2 separate regions of the Mus musculus genome follow, and region 1 is linked to region 2. The links are chromatin contacts, called in public HiChIP or PLAC-seq maps. All regions are on one chromosome and are shown on one strand. The core of a region is the stretch at or near the end of the contact, and the rest is flanking DNA. Distances in the headings are between cores, read along the strand shown.

Region 1 (3,968 bases), core at 848-3,347, 1.3 Mb before region 2:
CTTGGTGATCATCCCATGGAACTGGCATCTCCAACACGCTGGGGTCTTCTGCTGCAATCAGGCCTCAACCAATAGCCCCTCACAGGCTGTCTTCATGGTGCCAAGCCTCAACTCCTTTGCATGACTCCTTCAGTCCTGGGCCACCAAATACAACTGAGGCTGCACCTTCACCAATGGCCTTCCATGGCCTCTCACAGTGCCAAGCCTCAGCTGCTCTTCATTGACCTCTTCATGTCTTCAAAATCAGTACCACCTGGGTGACTCTTATACATTACCAAGTGCCTTGGCTATCTCTGGAACCCAGCTTCTTTATGCTCTCAGAAAACACTTCCTAGAAGACACCATGACCAAGGCAACCCTTATAAAGGACATCATTTAATTTGATCAGGCTTACAGGTTCAGAGGTTCAGCCCAGTATTATCAAGGAAGTAGCATGGCAGTATCCAGGCAGACATGGTACAGGAGAAGCTGAGAGATCTACATCTTCATCTGAAGGCAGCTGGTGGAAGACTGACTTCTAAGGCAGCTAGAATGAGGAGAGTCTCAAAGCCCACACCCACACACCTACTCCAACAGGGCCAAACCTTCCAATAGTACCACTCCCTGGGCTGAGCATATACAAACTATAACAAATGGTTTATTTTCTTGTTTGTTTGTTTGTTTGTTTTCGCCCTCAAAACAGAGATTCACCTGCCTCTGCCTCCTTAGTGCTGGGACTAAAAGTGTGATGTACCACCGCAGCCAACATCTCAGATTAAAAAAAAAAAAAGATCTATTTATTTATTATATGTAAGTACACTGTTGCTGTCTTCAGACACCCCAGAAAAGGGAGTCAGATCTCATTACAGATGGTTGTGAGCCACCATGTGGGTGCTGGGATTTGAACTCAGGACCTTTGGAAGAGCAGTCAGTGCTCTTAACTGCTGAGCCATCTCACCTCAGATTTTTTAATGGTTCTTTTTTTTAATGATTTATTTATTTATTATATTTACATATTTACATGTATTATATTTACAGCACACTGTAGCTGTCTTCAGACACCCCAGAAGAGGGCGTCATACCTCATTATGAATGGCTGTGAGCCACCATGTGGTTGCTGGGACTTGAACTCAGAACCTTTGGAAGAGCAGTCAGTGCTCACAACCGCTGAGCCATCTCTCCAACCCTTAATGGTTCTTTTATCCACTCTTTCCTATTTGAAGATGGGATTTCTGGTAGTGGTGGGATGTGCTGCAATCTATGTTTAGTGATAATCTTCCACACCAATTTGGCCTTGATCAATTGGTGTTGGGTTTTCGCTATCCCTGTGTTGTGCCAGCATGCCTCTTGATCTGATCTGTTACAGAAGATACTGTGTCAGGTACCACTTTCCATAGATGAAAAACTAGATGCATGCAGTTACAAGAGGGAAATGTAATGCTTACCAAGGATTTCAGCATTTGGGAGATGGAAATTGGAGGGTCAGAAATCCAAGGCCAGCCTCAACTACATAGAGAGTCTGAGGCCAAACTGGGCTACATGAGATCATCTCAACGTCCAACCTCCCCAAATTTGAAGCAGTTAAGGGGAATTCAAATACGTGTAAGTGTTGTGATTTCAGAGCCTCTGTCACTATCCAGTTTTTTCAGCATCAGAAAATGTCAGTGTGTGTCGTTCCCCCCACCCCCCAATCCGCACAGGGAGGCAGGGAACTTGGCTCTGCTAGGCACATTTTGAACACAATAAAAGTTGCATGGGTTAGACCCTATGCCAAGCACCTGAAGTTCCAGATACTCAGGAGGCTTAGGTAGGAGAATATTTTAAGCCCAGAAGTTGGTCAACACAGCAGAGATCTTAGCTTAAAATAATTCATAAATAAGAGGCTGGATGAGTGTAAAGAAGATAAATAAAGAAACGTTTCGGAGGTCTGTAAGGAGGGTTTACGTTAGGGGGAAGTGGGTTCAATCACATGCCAGGATGCCAGCTGGTAAATCCTCTCCCAAACAACCAATCCTTAGTCTCTACCTAGAACTCCGCTTTACCAATGACCTAGAACTTGTCAGACACTCCCTTAGCCACGCCCCCAAGCCAAGAACGGTTGTGTCACTTGCGACTAGGTCCCTGGGCCTGAAGAAGGGCGCAGGCCGGATCCTGGCAGTGGCAGTAGGCTCAACACGCGGGGAGCGGGGGCGACGTGCAGGAGGAGGAGCCGGCGACCGGCTCCGCTGTCATGTCGCGCCAAGCGAAGGATGACTTCCTGCGACACTACACAGTCTCGGACCCTAGGACCCACCCCAAGGGTTACACAGAGTACAAAGTAACCGCTCAGGTGAGGTGGGACCCAGCGGGGGAGCATTACCCTTTTAAGCAGCTCCGGATCCGTGCTGTACCTTAAAGGCAAAGAGCTTCAAGGAGGTCGCGGTTTGGCCTACACAAATAGATTTCCCCTTTAAGAGGCGCCTGAGACAGAAGATTTAAGGCGCCTCACCTCCTGGGGCGGGGCTAAGGGTCATTTTTTAAAGTCTGTGGAGCTTGGCTCTGCGCTTGGCCCGGTACCCCCTCTCTGTTGTTGGTGATGTCTAGATGCGGTCTACGAATTTCTCAAAGCAAGAAAACTCCGGATTAACCTAAATATTCCTTCTCTAATCGCTTAGAGTAACTTTTGGTAATTTTCCCTGCTTGATCCGTAAAAGCCCCACCACCACCTTTTTATTTATCTATCTTTTCTTTTTTTGAGACAGCCCTGGCTTTTGCGAACTCACGATGTAAACTAGACTGGCCCGGAAGTCACCGAGACCCTCCTGCATCTGCCTCCCAAGTGCTATGATTAAAGGCGTGCACCACCAGGACCAACTATAAAAAAAGCTCTTTAAAAGTTTAAATGTATGTGTGTGTGTATATACACATATACACATATAATTTTATTATACTATTTATATATTATATATATATAATTTGTGTGGTTTTAAAAACTCACGCAAAAAAAAAAAAAGACTGGTCTTAACAGATAAGGAAGTCAATAAGCTGAAATTGGTGTTTGTAACAATAAAACTTAGAATGAGCTCGTAGAAACATCAGCATGAAAGAATGCTTTTAGAATTTTACCCAAGGTAACTATGGAGGTCTCCAATGGGAGAAACCGGGTTGCTGCGGAAAGACTGACTATATATTTTCTTGTACTTAAATTTTTTTCAACTTGGCAACTGTTTGATTAGTGGCTTGTCGACTGTTAAAAGGAAGCAAACACATACAAGTCGCTCCCAAAGCAATCTAAGTCAGAGTCTTAGATACGTCAAGAGTGTTCCGGGGGTTTACTTTTTCATGCCAAAAAATACAAATATAATAATTGTCTCTAGGAAGATGCCGGAGGGTAGAAAGGATGACAAGGCATTCAGAACCCTTATGTCTTCCTGTTAGCCTTTTAGATCTAGTCACATGCCTTACACATGCATAGAGTTGTTTTTTTTTTCCAGTGCTAGGGTTGAACTCATGGCCTCCCACATTTTAGAGAACTCTCTCTCTCTCTCTCATTCTCATTCTCTCTCTCTCTCATTCTCTCTCTCTCTCTCTCCATGTCTCTCTCTTGCCACAGCACCCTACAAGATGATCCTTTTTTTATTTTATAGATTTATTTACTTAATTTTTTTCTTTATTTATTTCGAGGCATGTTTTTTCCCTGTAGCCCTGGTTGTCCTGGGACTTGTGTTGTAGACCAGGCTCAAACAGAGATCCATTTGCCTCTGCCTCCCCAGTGCAGCATCCCTAGGGATTAAAAATGTGTACTACCCCTCCTGGCTTATTTACTTAAAGATTTAAAACGTAGTTGTTTTTTTAAAAAACAAAAACATCTGTGCACTCTCCATGCAATACCAAAGGAGGCCAGAAGAGGGTGGTAGATCCCTATTGATTGGAATTACAAGCGCTTGTGTGCCCTCACGTTGGTGCTGGGAATAGAACTTCTGTCCTCTAGAAAGCAGCCAGTGCTCTTA
Region 2 (3,608 bases), core at 801-3,300:
GACAGGGACTGGTACCTCCACAGGAGCCTCTTTTTCATACATTTGGAAGATGACGTGGAGGAAATCCGACTCCTGAAAGGAGAGGTACTTGAAGTAGTCCTCTGAAGACACCGAGGGTTTCAGCCAATTCATCCATACACCGTGTCTGTTTGGTCGCTTGTCCCAGCTTTTGTGCCTTGGGAGTAATGTGAGAGAGGGCACCTTCTCAGGGACTGGCTTCGGAGTGCTTGTTCTTCTGGAGTAAAATCCAACCAGATTACGGTTGATGATTGGCATATGTTTATCTTGGTGTAGAAAAGATGAGGCCAAGTAGGAGGACCAATCTTTATCTGCTGAAGGCTCAATTTGGTCTCCTTCCTCAAAAGATAAGTGACTAACAGAGACTCGGCTCATCAACTCCTTGTAGACCTCTCCGGTGGTGTTCCCAACAAGACGATCCGCATCCATTTCTTCAATGGCTTTACCATCCAGTTCCCCAGTCAGATGGTTGTATAGGACTCCAGCCCCCTCAACGTGGAAAGAGTCGTTAAAGTATCTTTCAGAGAGTTGCACAGTAGCTACCTGGACTATAACTTGATCATGTACCTTCAAAGCAACAGTGACTGGCTGTGGGTGTAGTGGGATGATTCTCGGGGGTTGGAGATCCCACTTTCCGGAGGCTTCTTCCTCCTGCAGGCTTTTGATCATTTGCTGCAGTTTCTCTAGGTGGTGCTGGGCAGTTAGGCGCCGGGTAAGGACCCCGAGGAGGGGAGGCAGGCCAGAGTCCAGCAGGGAGTATCGACTCCACTCCATTCTCATGATCTTCATTTTCTGCTTCAGATCCTCAGCCACTATGTCCCGGAATGGCAGTGGTTTACTCTCTGAAGCCAAGATCAGCGGGGTGAGGGGATGAGGAGAGGGAGGAAGAAGGCACAACTCATCTGCCAGACTCCACCCCTCATGAAGACAAGGCATGGACTGGCCCCTTTGGAGCCAGGAATGGACTGGTGAGGTGGGGAATTGGTGACTCTCACTGCTGGGAGAATGACTAGGCAGTGGTACCATCGGTGAGGGTCTCGATTCAATTTCTTTATCCTTTATCATGGAGGGCACCCAGAGGAGCTGCTGTCTACTCTTCAGCTGGGGGATGGATTTCAACTCTTCCACTGGATCAGGTTCGGGCTCACTGGGGAAATCATATGGGCGGCTGAGTTGGACAAGGTAGTTCAGGTTGAGGCTAGAGCACGGCATGTGGTCTAAGCCAGTGCTGTGAGGCCAGGGGATTGGACAGAGCTTGAAAGTCCCAGGGGGACAGGGAGGAGGACGCAATTTGACTATGCCTCCCTGGGCGTGCTTTAAATTTAGCAGGGTCTGAAAATCAGCCAGCAGACAGCGATAGACATCAGGACTGGTGAGGAAAACTGTGCAATCCCTGGCAAGGTTTACTGCCAACCGGCTGAGGGTGGCTGATTCAGTGAAGACCCTTCTAGAGGTCGGCAGGGTCACCAGCAGGTGCAGGTAGCGTACGAAGAGCTGCTCACTACTGATCAGCACGTAGGACTCGAGCCGCTGCCGCAGCTTCTGGTTGTTTTCGTAGTCCAGAATGGGTTCTATAGGAGGTTCCCGCCAGTTGCACTTCAGCTCTTCTAGAATAACCTCAGTGAGACGAAGTCGGTCCTTGGCAGTTACTCGTGCCGCCCGCCCGCTGCTTGCTAGCCGCTTGGACACTTGGCGGCACAGCGGCCCAACTTTCAGCTTCGCCAGCGGGATGGATTGCAAGGGCGTGGCATCTTGAGAGGGGCGCTTCGGAGGCTCTGGAGGAGGCTTCGCCTTGCTGGGGAAGAGCGACAGCGGACTCAGCAACCGGTGGTAAATCGGCTTGAGGTCAGGTTCCTGACTGTGTGGTTCCATCTTTACCAGGTGGTTCCGGCTGAGCGGGTAGAGGACGCCAAATGGTTACTAAGGAAACTGCATCAATGCGCCTGCGCAGCCGGTAGCACTACCGGACAGCTCAGAGGCCTCAGCCTAGGGAGCGCACGCGCCAAGGAGGTGGAGCTAAGGGCGGCCTCCGAGACTCCGCCCATCCCACAAAGTAGAGTTGTGTTGGTCTCTGGACCCTACCGGTTCGGTGCGGCCTAGGCAGTGACAACAGCTAGGATGGCTTCGAAGTCGGGGGACGGTGGGACTGTGTGTGCGGTGAGTGAAAGCTTCATGTGGAGCCTCGCATAACTTCAGCCCTTGGGGTGATCAATATCTTGGGAAGCCAGGAAAGAACAGGCTCCTGGGGAGGTGAAATTCCGGGGTTAGGACGGAGATGCCCCTCACGGGAGGGGGGTTGGTGGTAAAGACCGCGATCCTGGAATGTTCATGAGATAATAAAGGAGGAATTTGAAGAGAAGTCAAGTGCAATGTGTGCAAAGAGACATAGGGGATGAGGTGGCGAGTAAGGATCATGTCTGACATGTGCCCTGGCCTTGCTTCCCTTACAGTTGGAGTTTGCAGTGCAGATGAGTTGTCAGAGCTGTGTGGATGCTGTGCACAAGACCCTGAAAGGGGTGGCAGGTAAGAGTAGACAATCTTTCTGGGATCAGCCAGGGGTTTGTGTTTAGCCGTATTCCGGTTGCATAGATGCAGAAAGAATGAAAGGAAGTTTCTCAGAGTCCGGGAGATGCAGAGCCTAGAGTATAGGCCTCAAGCTTTGCCTAGCCAGAGCTTTCTTCTAGTACAAACTGCCTGTCCAGCTGCTGAACAGCATGGAACTAGCCAGAGTATAGAGCACTTCCTACCAAGGGCATTCTAGAGGGGGAGGGGGGCGGGCATTTGAGGTCTGGCTTGGGAAATAGAACAGTTCTGAGAAAGCAGACAACATCCCTGGCCCAATTCAGGGACTTTAAGCCAGGAGGTCTGCAGGTGGGTGACCTGGCAGAAGAGGAAAGATATGAAAGGCAGAGTCATTTTCCTGACGCTAGAAACTGGCTGTTTTGGATTCTGTTAAATGTTCATTCAACCTTTCAGCCAGTATAGATTAGACACTGGGGGTTTCTGAGGGAAAATGTTTACCCCTATGCTTAGGTAAAGATCGTATAAGCTTTGGCAAAGGAGCGCTCCTAGAACACTTCCTTGGGAAGCCATGGTGGCAAAGGGAAAGAAGGAGATGAGAGTCTGAAGCCAGGACACTGGCAGGGGTGGGGTGGGGAACCCCAGTGCGTATAGTTCCACAGATGTACAGCTTCGTGCTTATTTTCTGTGTTTCTGTTTCTTCAGTGTTTGAACAGTGTTCATAGCTCAGTGTTGTCATGAGGAGTGAATTAGTTGATACAAGTCTTGAGCCTGTAGTGAGAGCCCACTCAATTTCAGGGGATTGTAAGAGGAAAGAGGAGAAAAGCTTACAGGCAAAGGTGGGGTTTTAGGAGGACGATTGAGGGGACTGATTGTTTTGTTTTATTTTGAGATAAGGTCTTTCTCCACATAGCCCTGGCTTTCCTGGAACTCACTATGTAGGCCAGGCTGGCCTGCAGTTCACAGAGATCTGCTTACCTTTACCCCCGAGTGCTGAGATGAAAGTTGTGCGTGCGTGCGTGCGCCACCACACCTGACCTGGAACTATTATTTGATTTATTATTAGTGAG

What was found. HiChIP or PLAC-seq counts read pairs in DNA pulled down with a chosen protein or histone mark.
Region 1: an HNF4G HiChIP or PLAC-seq map of pancreatic cancer cells shows a contact between it and region 2. The contact joins the promoter of Snx15 here to the promoter of Ccs in region 2.

The regions. Positions count from the first base shown.
Region 1 is chr19:6,126,389-6,130,356 of GRCm38.p6, reverse strand. Snx15 (sorting nexin 15) reads left to right here and starts at 2,097. Exons shown (of 8, transcript NM_026912.2): 1 at 2,097-2,308. The coding sequence starts at 2,210.
Region 2 is chr19:4,837,764-4,841,371 of GRCm38.p6, reverse strand. Ccs (copper chaperone for superoxide dismutase) reads left to right here and starts at 2,050. Exons shown (of 8, transcript NM_016892.3): 1 at 2,050-2,175; 2 at 2,469-2,541. The coding sequence starts at 2,137. Ccdc87 (coiled-coil domain containing 87) reads right to left here and starts at 2,006. Exons shown (of 1, transcript NM_207268.3): 1 at 1-2,006. The coding sequence starts at 1,890.